Linked DNA regions of Mus musculus: all the other regions are linked to region 1. The links are chromatin contacts, called in public Hi-C and HiChIP or PLAC-seq maps. All regions are on one chromosome and are shown on one strand. The core of a region is the stretch at or near the end of the contact, and the rest is flanking DNA. Distances in the headings are between cores, read along the strand shown.

Region 1 (4,908 bases), core at 1,397-3,896:
AGCTGCTTTCTCAGCCGCCCCACATGGTTGTCATGTCATATATGCACACATGATTTTACGCAACTCTATACAATCTAGGATCCACAAACAGGAGGAGATACACCATGATTTTCGTTCCTTTTCTCTTTTCATTTCCCTTTTTTAAACAAGTACCTACTCTGGGAAAGATGCCAACAATTCAGGGATGATTTAAGCAGACCATCAATAGCTAGACAACTTATTTAACTCTTTGCTGATGGTTACATGACCTTTCCGGTTGGCATGAAGCCACCACTTAAGTAATCCTGATGTCATATGTAGAGGGTTTAATGATTTATCATACTGATGTTCTTTCCTGTACAACACACAGGTTGTGCTTCTGCCCATGGGTATTTGCTATCTTAAGAATCTGAACCCATGACACCTGAAAGTTGATCTTGGCATATTTATATTTTTACAGTCTCTCTCTCTCTCTCTCTCTCTCTCTCTCTCTCTCTCTCTCTCTCTCTCAGAGTTTCTGTGTGTAGCCCTGGCTGTCCTGCCTCAAACCCAGAGATCTGCCTGTCTCTGCCTCCTGAGTGCTGGGATTAAAGGTGTGTGCCACCATCTTTTAAAAAGGAGTTTTGATAATCAAATCCAGTGGCAGCCATCTCCCTAGCAGAGAACCCATGGTAATGTGTTCAAGGCTTGGGAAAGTCTGCTGTATGCAAACAGCCCTGTTTAACTCACTTTGACTCAAATACTTATTAAATTTTTTTGTATTATTTCTTGTGACTCTGCTTTGAAATGTTCTCTGTGGGACACTAATGCCTAGGGCACACACGTTACACTAATCCACCTTTTATGAAAGTTCAGCACACTCTCAGCTGACTTTTTAGGAAGATTCTAGATCAAAATATAAGAAGTTGGGAACTCCTCCATGAGTAGGTGATTGTTCACCTCCCCCTCAAGAAGGCAGGTTGGGTGTTCGACAGGTATATGATGGAAACAGTAGACCACGCTCCACTACACAAAGACTTGTGCCCTTCAAACACAGCATTGACTGCCAAAGGAACAGTAGAGAGGTATCAAATAAATACTTCATATCTGTTGATTTTTCTTTCTGATTCCTCTTCATTAAAGGTATTAATGAGGCCAGAGAGATGGTCCAACATGTAGAGGTGCTTGTCACCAAGATTGATGGCGTGAGTTCAATCCCCGGACCCCACACATGTAGAAATAGAGAGCTAACTCCCCAAAATAATCCTCTGACCTCTACAAGCACACCATGGCACACAGCATGCAAACCTCCCCTTCACACACACACACACAAATAGATTTTTTAAAAAATATGTTTTACAAATCCACTCACTTTCTCTATTTAAATAATAGACAAAAATCTATTCTTCTCTTTCTTAAAGTAATTCACATCAGGCTCATTCACAAAAACCTAGCAACTAGGGATGTAGCTCAATTGGTAGAATGCTTGCCTCACAGGCCCAAGGACCTGTATCTTATCCCTAGCTCACGAGACTGACTACAGTAGCACACATCTGTAAACCCCAGTAGTTGGAAGGTAAAAGCAGAAAATCAGATGTCCACGAGCACCCCTAGCAACACAGCAGTTTGTTCCAGATCCATGTGGATATGTAAGCTCCCCTTTGAAAAAAAAATACATCTAACCATATGGCGAGATTGCTATTAGCGACTTTGAAGATAATCTCAGGAATTGGCCCTCACTTTTTACGTAAATCATCTGCAAACTTTAGCATCCTGTCGAGTACCAGCAGCAAAGCAGCCATCTTTTGGGGAGCTTGACCATTGTTGGTTCAATGAGTAGAGTGCAGACATTTATTTATTCTACAGCCGTGGGGCTCGAGACATCGCGTGTACTGCAATGGCTTGTCGTCACTTTTCCTAGATTTAGAGAAGATCCTGAGGTCCTGCATTTCTAATAAGCTCTCAAGTGACACTCTCACTCCTGGTCAGGGGACAAACCTGAGAAGATACACTATATAACAATCCAATACCTGTCAGATAAGCATTACCATACCAAACCCCAGGACTGGGGAAATGGTTCAGTCGGTAAATTTCTTGCAAAAAGAAACCCCACATGAGGATCTGAGTTTGGGTACCTAGAACAACTCGTGTGTGTGTGTGTGTGTGTGTGTGTGTGTGTGTGTGTGTGTGTGTATGCTTGTAAAGGTAAGTTCCAATGAGATCTGTCTCAAAAAATGAGGGAGAAGGCTGCAGTGGGGGGAGGGGGTGTTCTCAATGTTCCTGTATTACCCTCTAATAAAGTTCCTCATGTTGTGGTGATTCCCTTCCAACCATAAAATTATTTTACTACTACTTCATAACTGTAATTTTACTACTACTGTGAGTAGTAATGCAAATATCTGTGTTTTCCAGTTGAGAGGGTTGTTCATACTCTTAAAGGAGGTCAAAACCCTCAGGTTGAGAACCGCTGCCCTAGAGGAAGCTGTGTAACATCAACCACAGGCTGCCACATACAAGCACAAGTGCATGCACAAACATATACACTGCATCACACACACACACACACACACACACAGAGAGAGAGAGAGAGAGAGAGAGAGAGAGATACCTAAGCCCCACCTCTCACACACACCCAGATGGAATTTCTAAGGGCAGGCAATCTTGTGGCTTTTCACTCAACTCCTGGAGTGACTCATCATCCAGGTCTGAACTCCAAGACCTGGACCCCGCCTGTTTCTGAGAACAGGGACTCTCCCTTCTAGGGGCCCCTTCAAAGCAGGAGGAGGCTGAAGACATGTGAGTGCCTCCTCCAATAACTTGTCTGGTAATTGGCATATTGATTGCTAGTGTCATCATGCTTTAGTATACATAAACTCCTCGCTCTATTACACAGCCCTCAACAATCCAAAAAGCCATTGTTTATTCATCGGGACTTGCAAACTGGCCCTTGTCAGCTCCTGCTAGAGAGCCTGCTGATAAAAATCAGCAGACGATTGGACGCACACATTCTTAACATGACTGACCCATGACATCTGGAAGGGCAGCCCCAAAAGCCTGATGCTGAACGATGCTTTCTTTTCTCCCCCTTATCTAGCCCAGATGATTTTAAGATTTTTTTATTAACTCATTAATGACTGAAGATGTCATTAGAATGGAGGGGAAGTTTTATTTTTGGTTTTTGTGGGTGTTTTGTTTTTTGAGTTTTTTTGTTTGTTTGTTTGTTTTCTTTTCTAAGTGGGAATAAATGTACCATTTGCTGGAATGAAAAGAATTGGCTCAATAATGAAATAGTTAAAACAAAGCAAGCAAAGAGACTTATTTTATTAAAATCTAAGATCTCACTAATGACTTCTGGGATTGAAAATCTACAAAGAGAGATGGCAACTCACTTCAGAAATAAGTTGGGGAAGAATGGAATGATTTGATCAAGGAAATAACCGCCCATAAAATCCAGCATATAATTCTCTCCCATTGTGGGCCCAATCATTCCAATCTAATAGCTAAATAAAAAGAGAATTCAGCACAAGGCTCCTAGAACCTTAAAATGCTTTTGTATCTACATTGTCATTAAACCAGATCTTGTTTCTGAGTACCTTTAATTTTCCTATCTTCAAGATCACTTTTAAAAATCAAATTAGATCTTTTGAAGGCCCTTAAATTGCAACAGCCATTCATTTTTCCATATATGTTCGGGCTTCAGCCTTTACAGCCTGGATTGTGTGGCCAATTAATGGAGTATCTCAAGGAAGCACTAATCATTTTGAGAAGCTAAGACTATAAAAAGCCAGCAGCCTATTTTCAGTATAACTGATTGGATTGGGAATAAGCTAGAAAGACAATGTCCAATATCCATGCTAACTTTTTCAGGTGGGCTTGTGACAGTGCACACTCACAGACAGAAAAGCATCCACAGTTACGTAAGTTGCTGTTCACTGACAGACTCTTTGAAGTTCAAATTGAGTTGCCTCCTCTTCCGGGTTCAGCCTCGGGCGGGCATGAAGAAGGCAGCGAGGAGAGCAGGTTTACACTGATTTTTATCAGCTGAGATAATTCATTTGGCAAAGGAGACATCTATTACCAGATGTTTTTCCTATGTTACTAAGTGTTTACTAAATTTTACTTTTATCAAAACACATTGTGAATTAACAGAGCCTCATAAAGCACAGAGAAGCATTCCCTGGGAGAAAAAAAAAATTAGTTGAGCGCTTTAAAGATTTTGGCCTAGAGAAATTGAAGTCAGCAAACTGTGGTCAAGTTAAATATGTTTTAAGTCAAATTTTTGTTATTGTTGTTGTTGTTGTTGTTGCCAACATTTTGAGACAGGGTCCTGCTGTATAGCTCTGACTGTCCTTGAACTTACTCTGTACATGAAGCTTCAGAGATCCACCTGCTTCTCGCTCCCAAGTGCTGGCATCAAAGCTATGTGCCACCACACCTGGCCAAATTTTAGTCTAAAACTGAGTGACTGTATCTTTCTGTATTTATTTGTCTGGGAAAGGATTTTGTTCATCATGTGATATGCTAAATAGAGTAAGTAGTATTCAAGAGACTAATTGAGCTTCATAGTCTCATCATTAAATGTACTAATATTGATAGTGAACATGTTCTTTCATCTTTCACTTCAAAATCCTGCACACTCCGGTGAAGCCCAGTGGGGTGGGGGGAAAAGTTGAAATCCAGATGTTTGTCAGATCCAGATGTACGGTGTCAAGTAAACAAACCACCAAACTTTTTCCAAACTGTTTTCTCCTTTTCATTCAGATGCTTGGTGTCATGGTCTGTTTTGTCTCAACTGATTTTTAAAGAAAATCTCCTTTGTCAATATTTTAATTCCTTCTTCACAAACTTATCTCCAAACACTTCACTGAATTCATTCATGGAGATAACCCAAGGCTATCTTTCTTTCGTTTCTCAATATTTGTCCATGTGCATAGATTGAACATGTCCGTG
Region 2 (4,908 bases), core at 1,183-3,682, 960 kb before region 1:
ATACCTGGGCTTCCCCGTGTGGTTTAGGTTTCCTAAACGGTTCCAATGTAAGCTTAGGAATAATCTACTTCCAATTCTTAAGATATAAAAAAAATGTCTAAAAAGCTTACACTCAAATCACATTTTCTCTGGTGACTCTACTGTCAATTATCTCTAATGGCATCTAGAAATGCATCAAGGGGCAGTTATTAGCCAGAGGCAAGCAGTGCAAACTGACACCATCCAGGTGGGCCCAACAAGGTAAGCACCGATTCTGACCCTTCACAGTTCTTTCCAGATCGAGTAAAGAAGAACCAAGTTAGGAACCCACAGCTCCTCAACGTCTGTGGGTCATTGATGCTGTGTGCAGATGATCAAGCTTCTATGAAGGCTGGCCCTGATATTATAGTGGGGCACTGAAGACAAATAGTCTGTGGCTTAACTGACCTAATGACTATGGTCATGAGTAGCCATTAGTCGTTCCACTGGGGTCAAAGCTATAAGAGATGATACAGTGCAGAGAACAAGGGATATAAGCAACAAAGCCCATTGAAAATCCCAACAACCTTGACTTCAGCACTGTTGATCTTTTCCTCTGCTTGTACATATTGTGTCATTAGCTCTTCTCAGATCAATAAGCTAGAATAAAACTGGCCAGAGCCCAGGGGTTGCTTTTAAAGCAAAAACAAAAACAAAAACAAAAACTTAGGACTTCCCAAGAAATCAAAGTCTAATGTCCTGGTAGGTATCTAAGCAATATGAGCAGTATGGGGCTTCATAGCAGTAAGCATGGAAACAGATACAAATGTCACATAACACTGCATTTAGTGCATACTACAGTTGGTATCCAATTCAAATTTTGAGTCCTAGGATGATGATAGGATGATGATGTCAGGTACCCACGGAACAGATTATCAGATGCTCAGAAAAGGCCTCTTTATAGAAAAGCAAGAGGTGGTGTTGTACTGGGGCAATTGCATAGAATGAAGTAAACTAAGAGTTCAAGGTTTGTGCCATGGAACAAACTTGGACTAAGTCTCTGGAAAGGGAACCAAGTTTTTCTAGGCGCCAAAGGGCCTTCGTGTTTGGCTGATGAAAGGCTAGTCTATTGCTCTCTGAATTCCCCAGGCCTGGGGTCAAGAGAGTTTCCAGGCATTTGGGGGCTGGATCAGAGCTTGGGGTTAAGTGGTTCCAGCTTCTATATAGAGGCAGAAAGCCAAAGTGATCATCACTATAATTGTTTTAAAAGTTCTATCCTAGTTTCTTTGCCTAACTAGTTCTTGGTGTGGGAATATCATCTATCTATTAGCATTTGCAAATGAAAGGAGATGAAATGAGCTTTTTCAAGTGAACAAAGTTAGACACTATAGCTCTGTGTCCAAAATGCCATAGTCCAAAGATCACAAAAGTATTTATCTGAGAGAACAACTATGCTTACTTGATAGTCTAACAGACTCTAAAATATCTGATATTATATGGAACATGTAATATTCTTTAAGTCGCTATTGATACACATTAGAAGGTCATGTAACTCTGGTACAGACACATTGTTGATAAAATACGATTTTCAAAGGAATAATCACTATCCCCTTTCAAAATTAAAATGGGGGTTGTTTTATTCAAATATCTGACAAATATACTTGTTCTCTTGCTTTGAAAAGACAAATATTAGTTAGTTGTTAGGAAGAGATCTTATAGCCCTGTAATCTTTCTCTCTCTCTCTGTCTCTCTCTGCCTCTCTCTCTCTCTCTCTCCCTCTCTCTCTCTCTCTCTCTCTCTCTCTCACACACACACACACACACACACACACACACACACACACACACACATCAATAAAACAAGCCCTAAGGGAGATGTGTTACCCAACATATCGCTGAGCTAGCAGCTAAACAACCATCCACCCACTCCCTTCTGTATGATCAAGTAGAGCACATTCTTAAAACGATAATGGGACTAAATTTGGAGAGAACAGGCATTAAGTTTCCAATTGTTTCACAGTCACAGGCTCAAACTGAAGGGAAAATTATGTGGCAGCTTGATACATAAAGCCCTATACATTCAAACGCAAAATGCAAAATGAAAACTTTAAGAACTTCGAATAATCAAGGACCTTAGATTAATTCCATCAGTGGTTGTGAGTTTTTTTTTTGTTGTTGTTGATGATGTTGTTGTTGTTGTTGTTGTGAATTTACTGGAGAATTTGGTATGAAAGCCCTCTAACTAGTGTCTGATTATATCAGTGTCTCTATTTCCTTTTAGAACACACATCTGTTGTTGTGGGGGGTGGGAGACTGTGCTGTGGTTATTGTGGAAATACAGCAAAACCAAATATTTTAAAGCAGATGAGAAGAAACCCACAAACAGTTGGCTCACAAATGGTGTACCGTTTACCATGCACCCCTGCACAAAGCCAGCAGCGGCAGCGGCGTGGGCCACAGCAGCATTCCTGGTGGCCTCCGGTTTATCTGTTTCAAACACTGGGCTGCTCTTGGTAGTTAACTGACTGGGGATTGTTTTTTCTCTTTATCTCCCTCTCTCTTTTTAATTGTCGTTACTCTGTTTTGCCTGAAAGCTGCAGTATCTCACTGTTCATTATTCCCTGTTCAGTCAAATCCAAAATTAACTCCTTGTGCACTGCTCTGTCTCCCCACCTTGCTCACCTCACTGTAACTCTTTTTTAAAAATAAACTCAACTGAGTTTACTGGTCTGTCTCTTTAATATTTAAATTTTCTAAAGAAAAATATTCCTAATTATTGAAAAGTTGTGCTCCAAACCCAAAAGTTTCATATTAAGTTTTTCCCCCCCTTCTATTATACCTACCCCTTTTCCTCAGAGTGTGTACAAAATTGCTGGCTCAATTTACCTTTTGCTACCTTCATTTGAAATTACCAAATGAGTTTTCTCAGACTGCGTCCTAAAGCAGGGGGAGAATATCCAACAGTCAATACCTCTGGGGAACAGAGTTTCTCATATCAGCCTCCAGTTGTAGAGTCTTCAACTTGAATTAAGGGCAGCCATCAGACAGACCATAGAGACTGAAAAGTCGCTGTTATAAATTAATGACTCTTTGCCGTGCAGTGGAGTGCCTGTTTGTACCACATTTTATTGTGATGTGTTATTCGTATTCAGTGTAACAGTAATTGGGTCTTAAACATGATAAAGTATCTTTAAGGCTGCATTGGTAGCTCAGCTGCCTCCAGCAGGTTTTTAACTCAAGTTAAAGAAGGTTAATCAAAGCTAATGAATCTGTTTTATCCATTGCCACAAGTATGTCAAAAAAAAAAAAATGTTCCGGGAGATGACTGAACCAAAATCCAGATTGTTCAGCTGTGAAGGCAAATGCATTTTTAGCATAATAATTTTGCAAGTGCCTTTGATGGCCTCGGATCCATGGGATAACTGCTACCTGCAAGCTCTGTATTTTCTTATCTTTCCGCTGCCCACTCTTTTGCCTTTAAAAATGAGACGCCTTTTGCAAGCACAGGGAAGGAAATGCAATCTCACACTACAGCCTTTAGCGTGAGAATATCAAGAGACTGTTGCATTCAGAAGTCCAGAATAGCTCTGTTCTTTATGAAAGACTACGAGGAGCCCCCTAATAAGGCCAACTCATTAGAACAAGTGTTTGTTACTAAACCCCCCACGCAGGACCACAGGCAATCGGAGCCAGGCCATGAAGCAATTAAAGTTGCCTCCCTTCTAAACGAAGCCTGTGCCCCAACTGTCACCTACCAGTCCTATTTTATTTTCTTATTGAAAATGTGTTTGAAGAATTCAAATTCATAATTTGTCAGGCAGCAGAGGTTCAGTCCATGCCTCACCCTCTTTTTTGAACAAGTTAGGAAGACAATAAAATGTAAAACTGCCTCTGTCAGTGTGTGTCCTTTGCCAAGGTTCCAAGGTTAGGGAGCAAACAGCTGGGCTGCCATATACCTTACAGCCTTGAAAACCTTGCCTAACCGCATCAAACAACAACAGCAACAACAACAAACAACAACCCCCTCAGCCAGAGATCAGGCTCCAGAGTCTAAATTCACAGTGGTGGAGAGCCTTTTATGTCCAAGACCAGTGTTTACAGAGAGCACCCAGCCAGGCACACAGGAGCAGGCAGACATTCTGAGGTGACACCTTTCCCTAAAGCCTTGGGTGCTCTGTACAGAGATAGAATGAATTGCTTAGCAGTTCTACACTGTGACTGGCAAGGAGAACCAGGAGAGCCAGAGAGCCCCTCTGTGGCTTTCTCTTCTGCTTATTTTTTCTTTTTATAATACCCAGCTAATATTTGCATTAGGGGAAAAGGATGTGGGCGGAAAAAAAGGGGGACTCAATGTGATATGAAGCAAGGTAGATCCACAAAAGCAAAGCCAGGAGTAGCACAAAAAAAAAAAAAAAAAAAAAAGACAAAACAAACAAACAAACAAACAACCCAAGGACCCAGCCTAGCTTTGGTTGGAAGAAGGCCTACATCATAGGTTTCAAAGCATCTTTTCCAGATTCGCAGGCACAGCCCCCTTGATGAAAACTAGTTGCTAAATTCAGGGCCCTGTTAGGCCTCAGCTAATTAGAAAAAATGGGCTTTTAAATTTTTTTTCTTTTCCTTTCTTTCTTTAGCACCTTTTCTTTCAAGCATTTAGTCTCAGGAGGGGGATCCTGGCTCTTGGCTGGCTGTTTTGAAAACACGCCTTTGAATGCCTCTCCCTAATTCACGCCTTTTGTTTTTGAGCCTTTGTGTTTGCCAGTTTGACCATATAACATTATACATCTGGTGTATAGCTTGTTGGGGCTTTTTTCTCCCAGGGTTCCTATGCATTCCCTATAGGACCCTCCTGAGCTTCAATTTGAGCGATCGTGTAACATAAAGGGGCGAAGGAGGGCCTAGGAGGCTGGGGGAGGCCTGGAGGTTGGAGGGGGCAGAGGAGGGGAGGAGG
Region 3 (4,908 bases), core at 910-3,409, 860 kb after region 1:
TTGTTCTGGTTCTGGTGTACTTTTTTAAAAGAAATGTCTCATTATTCTTAATGTGCATACATATCTTCTCTTCCAGAAGCAAGCAGGTTGCTTTTGCACTTCATTTCTAAAGACAGCGTTCGCATTTCCTTCCCATTTATCAGCTCCTTCCAAGGTCTGATTTGACCCACACATAATTCTTCCTTTTGTTTTGTACCAATTAAATTTTGAGCTTGCTTTAGGCAGTCCCTTCTTTACCCCCCTTTCCTAGTACCCTAGTACATCCTCCTCTTTCTTTCTTTCTTTCTTTCTTTCTTTCTTTCTTTCTTTCTTTCTTTCTTTCTTCCTTCCTTCCTTCCTTCCTTCCTTCCTCCCTCCCTCCTTCTCTCTCTTTCTCTCTCTCTCTTTCTTTCTTTCTTTCTTTCTTTCTTTCTTTCTTTCTTTCTTTCTTTCTTTCTTTCTTTTTCTTCTCTCTTTCTTTCTTTTTCTTTCTAGCCTTCTTTCTTTCTATCTTTCTATCTTTTTAATGCACATAATGGATGTCTGGATGTCATCTCACTGTGGTACAAACATGTTCCTCTCTCGAGTCTGAAATATTGATACCCAGTGTCAGGTTGCTTGCCACACCAAGAAGTAAGAACCCTCATATTTGGGTGTGCTTTCTCACTTGGAAAATACTGAGAGTCTAGAATTTATTACATTTAAATACCAGCTTAAATGCTTTATTAACTTCCAAAATTATTTATTTATTTTAAAAAGTCAAATCATATGTAATTTCTAATTCAAACTGATCATAATTTCCAATTTTGAAGATGACAAAGTGATTCCTGTTGCTTCACATGGAGACGTGGAAAAGGGTGTTGAATATTAGTCATGTACTTTGGTCTCTGTGTTATCTCTATTGAAGCGTAAGTTCTATATGTAAGGTACCCTATTTCCAAACCTACTTTAGTATATGAAATTATTATGAATTTCTGTTTGTCAGTTGTCTCTTTGGGGGGGTATCATTCATAATCGCTTCCTTTCTGAGCTGCAGAAAGTGACAAGTGTCTGTACTTAAAACATGCTTTTCCACAGTGCACACATGCATCTTTCTATGTCACGTTTATTTTAACCATTGAACCCAATACAAAAATCTTTTCCTGTTTTTCTGCTCCAGGGAAAACCTACTTGTTGGTTGTGGTCCCATTTAAACCTTGGGTCACTTACTTCATCCTCCCAAACTAACTGTATTTCCATCATGGCAAATAGTTCTATCTCCTCTTAGTCACTTTACCCTCTGAACCCTGGAGCCAGCATGTTATATTGCATTTTGATAACAAATGACCATCCTTGAATCCTCTTTAATCATTACTCATAGGATAGAGTCTATTCTGGCCAAGTTTGCTTTCTAATGAAACATTACTTAGACTCTATTTGGGCTACTGGCACTTGTTCAATGAACATTCATTGAGCTCTTCATCAGAAGGTATCAGAGATAAATCTGTGACATCTCTTCCTCCAAAATATATACATATAAAGAAACGGTAAGACTTAGATGTTGTGTTCATGAGTGAGGGCTACAAGAAATATATGAACTGTATACTTGCAAGTTGCCAGGAAATTCCTGTTCAATTTTTATTTGATATGCTACTAAGTGCTGACAAAACTTATGTCCCTTTGGATTCTCTCTCTCTTGCTCTCTCTCTCTCTCTCTCTCTCTCTCTCTCTCTCTCTCTCTCTCTCTCTGTGTGTGTGTGTGTGTGTGTGTGTGTGTGTGTGTGTGTGTGCCTATGTGGCTGTGATTAGGTGGGGCATGTATTTTTTAGACAGGGTTGCTCAGTGGTGTGAATCTTGCCTCTGAGAAAGAAAATCAGTAGGCTAGTTTTCTCTGGCCCACAAGCTTCAGAAATCTTCTGGCTTCTGCCTTGCAGCACTGGAATTATAAGTATGTGGCACCCAGGTACTGGGCAACAGAACACACAACCCCTTTGGGGCAATGGAAACACTTGATTAACTGTTCTATTATCCCAGCCTTATATTTCTTTTTTAATTTTATAATCACACTGAGTTTCGGGAAAAAGTTGAACCGACTCTGATTTCAAAACCTTTGTTCTTCCCACGCTGGTACATCACCCATGAGTCAGTGAATAAAGAGACACTGAAGCCTACCACCCATGAGTCACTCTGTGAAGAGGCTTTGAAACCCACCATGGGCGTACCAGAAGTCACTACAAAGCACAGAGTCCTCCCTGTGATGCTGCCCCTAATGGGCTCTGCCAGGTTATGTGTGCAGCTTGGCTGCCCACTTCAGGCAGAAAATAAACAGTACCTTAGAGTTCTAAATGATGCCGTCCTAGCAACTACCAGATTAAAAATCCATGGCACAGTCTTCTCTTTCTCCTGTAACTGCATGGATGTCACCAGAACAGAAACCACATGTCGCCAGCCAACATGTACTGGCAGAACTTAGTCTTTGCTTCATTAACTAATGTCCTCATGTTCTACATGAGTCATTTGAAACATCTTCAGGACCCCAAATCTCAATGTGCAAAATGAATCTGGAAAATATTTAGTGGAGAATAACAATACGTTTTTAGCCCAGAGTCACGAAAGTAAATCCCAATGTTTACTCTGGGAGTCTCCTTCAAATTATATAGGTTCTTCAGAAAGATATATTTTAGTATGTCTTTTGTGGGATCAAACGCGTTTTGTGGATGAAATTCAGCAATCCCTGGGAAGGGTGGTAGGCATCAGCAGGGAGAGGGTTAACCAAATGTGCCCCCAGAGCTATCCAGAATTTTCAACTAAGAGGTTGTTCAGTCTGCTGTGAACCCCAATTAAAAATAAAACCCCTAGCTGGGCAAGCCCACCCCATCCTTAGGATAAACAAGATTTGATTCACTGCAATCACACTGTACTAACAGTGTTGTAGAGTAATACAGTATATATGCCTCCTCTGGGGAGGCACAAAAGAGGCGGCTTCATTATCATCTAGCCAGAAGGATGGGGCATAGTTAACACCTTTCTGGGTGGGCTGAAATTAATGACCCTCCCCCCCCACACTATTGCCTACCTCCAAGCCCCTTTATAAATGACTATACAACACAGTAGTTGGTATTCAGATCACAAGAGAGGGCATTTAGCCAAAGCATTTGTCTACAGGGTTTGATCTCTTTTTAATTTTATTCAGATTTACAACTGTGTTATTCTGTGAGATAACTGGACCCTGTCTTTCGTCGACCAGAGCCTTCCCTACTCAAATCTGAACATCTGAAGTTAATACTAATTTTCGAGATTGGATGCAATGTTTTTTCCCTAAGTGTTTTTGCAGGCAGTTTTCCCATAGCTACAGTGAACCCGGGCTCTGCCAGGCCGTGTGTGCAGCTTGCCTGCCCACTTCAAGCAGAAAGAGTGGGCTTTGGGGACAAAAAACACTGGACTTGTAAATGTGTCACAGAAGGTTTAAAATTCGCAGATGGTCAAATGCATGGGGAATTCAGCTCTCTTTGGACAAGGAGAGAAGTATGCCATGGCTAATAAAGATGCTTGAACTTAAAGTTGCATTTTCTTCTTTACATGTATGTAGATGCCCATGTATGTACAAACATTTAAATAAACACATTTTATATATTTCTATATGTAACTATGTATGTAGTATTTGATAGCGCTTTCTCCTTAACTTATGGATTCCACCATTCATAAATTAATGACTGTGAGTAAAGGCCTGGTGATGTCATGTCACAGGTGCTAAATGCCAAGATTAGATCATGTGACAGTCTTGAGACAAGGAGACTATAAGCAGTGCTTTATATTTGAGGAAAGTGATGAATTCAAAGCTCGGGATGATGAGAGCAAATTCCCAAGCTGCCCCTTCTTTATTGCTAAACTGGGGAGCATCTCTGTTGGTCCTTCTGCTGGTTTTGGTGGTCCTCTGCCCTTTACAGATCTTCCACTTCTGTTTCCTGGAGTCACAGTCTGCTGACAAGGAGTCTGATTGTTCCTTTCTCCTGCTCTTTCTCTTGACTGGCATTGTGGTTGGCAGGCTTAGGTGTCACTGGGTCCAGTTGCTATTCTGTGTGCTAGTCACCTGAGGTTTCAAACCTCTTCCGACCATCTTTGTACTTGTAAAACTGGAGATGACATGGGGACCCATGTAATGAGGAATCTCTGAGGACAAAGGAATCCCTGAAATGGGCTTGGACTATAGTGTTCTCCAGGTAAATCATGCGCTCTCCACATGTGGGGGTTTCTGTGGATTCTTGTTTTGTTCTCTGTATGCCTATCAGGTGCAACCTTCTTTGAGCACTGATTCATGGGTTGTTCACTGAGTATGTACTAGACACAGCACATAAAGGAAGAGTCTATCATTGCTATTCAGGATGCAAGTTGATTTAGACACCTATCTGTAAAGGAGCCATATTATGCTGAAATGAACTCACTAACCTAAAACTCAATCATTGTCCAGTCTTTTCACTCTTGGGGTCCACAGAAGTCATCTGAATAAAACTACCAAAAGCTGGAAGGAATATCCACTTTAAGACAAGAGGTGGACGCAAAAATGCAATGAATATATATATAACATATGAGGAAGGAAGGAAGGAAGAAAGGAAGGAAGGAAGGAAGGAAGGAAGGAAGGAAGGAAGGAAGGAAGGAAGGAAAAGAGGGCTAGAGATCGAGTTAGGTGAAATTGATAACACCTTGATGTCAGAACTATAGAGAGGCCAGACTTCTGAGATTGTTGCTGGTGTTTCCACAGGTTTTCACAGAGCTCATAGAGCTGGAGGCAGGTCTAATACTACAGGACCATGAGGACACCACACATAATTCTCCAGTCAGTGTGAACATCTCACTTTCAAACCTTAATTTCCTCTTATAACTATCACAGGCAATTATCTACAAGTCCAGAAAACATTGCTGTTCTTTTTAAAAATCCTGTTCTATTTTAAA

The links. HiChIP or PLAC-seq counts read pairs in DNA pulled down with a chosen protein or histone mark. A called contact is a pair of places that touch in the nucleus more often than the background predicts.
Region 2: a contact with region 1 is called in a Hi-C map of uterus, with 8 times the contacts expected there. The contact joins two enhancer-like sites. A contact is called at or near these places in 6 of 484 Hi-C or Micro-C datasets (nephron progenitors, neural progenitor cells and uterus) and 1 of 115 datasets of contacts at active chromatin or transcription factors (embryonic basal ganglia).
Region 3: a contact with region 1 is called in a CTCF HiChIP or PLAC-seq map of the NIH/3T3 cell line, with 5 read pairs. The contact joins two enhancer-like sites.

The regions. Positions count from the first base shown.
Region 1 is chr7:70,427,274-70,432,181 of GRCm38.p6, reverse strand. No RefSeq gene overlaps it. Among named protein-coding and RNA genes, the nearest start is that of B130024G19Rik, 64 kb to the right of the region's middle. Within about 2 kb of position 2,646, at least 39 of the 459 cell types and tissues checked have an H3K27ac peak or open chromatin away from gene starts, as enhancers often do. A contact at or near this core is called in the NIH/3T3 cell line and uterus, where this site is marked.
Region 2 is chr7:71,383,800-71,388,707 of GRCm38.p6, reverse strand. No RefSeq gene overlaps it. Among named protein-coding and RNA genes, the nearest start is that of Gm36260, 6.4 kb to the right of the region's middle. Within about 2 kb of position 2,432, at least 20 of the 459 cell types and tissues checked have an H3K27ac peak or open chromatin away from gene starts, as enhancers often do. A contact at or near this core is called in uterus, where this site is marked.
Region 3 is chr7:69,571,257-69,576,164 of GRCm38.p6, reverse strand. No RefSeq gene overlaps it. Among named protein-coding and RNA genes, the nearest start is that of Gm23815, 75 kb to the right of the region's middle. Within about 2 kb of position 2,159, at least 15 of the 459 cell types and tissues checked have an H3K27ac peak or open chromatin away from gene starts, as enhancers often do. A contact at or near this core is called in the NIH/3T3 cell line, where this site is marked.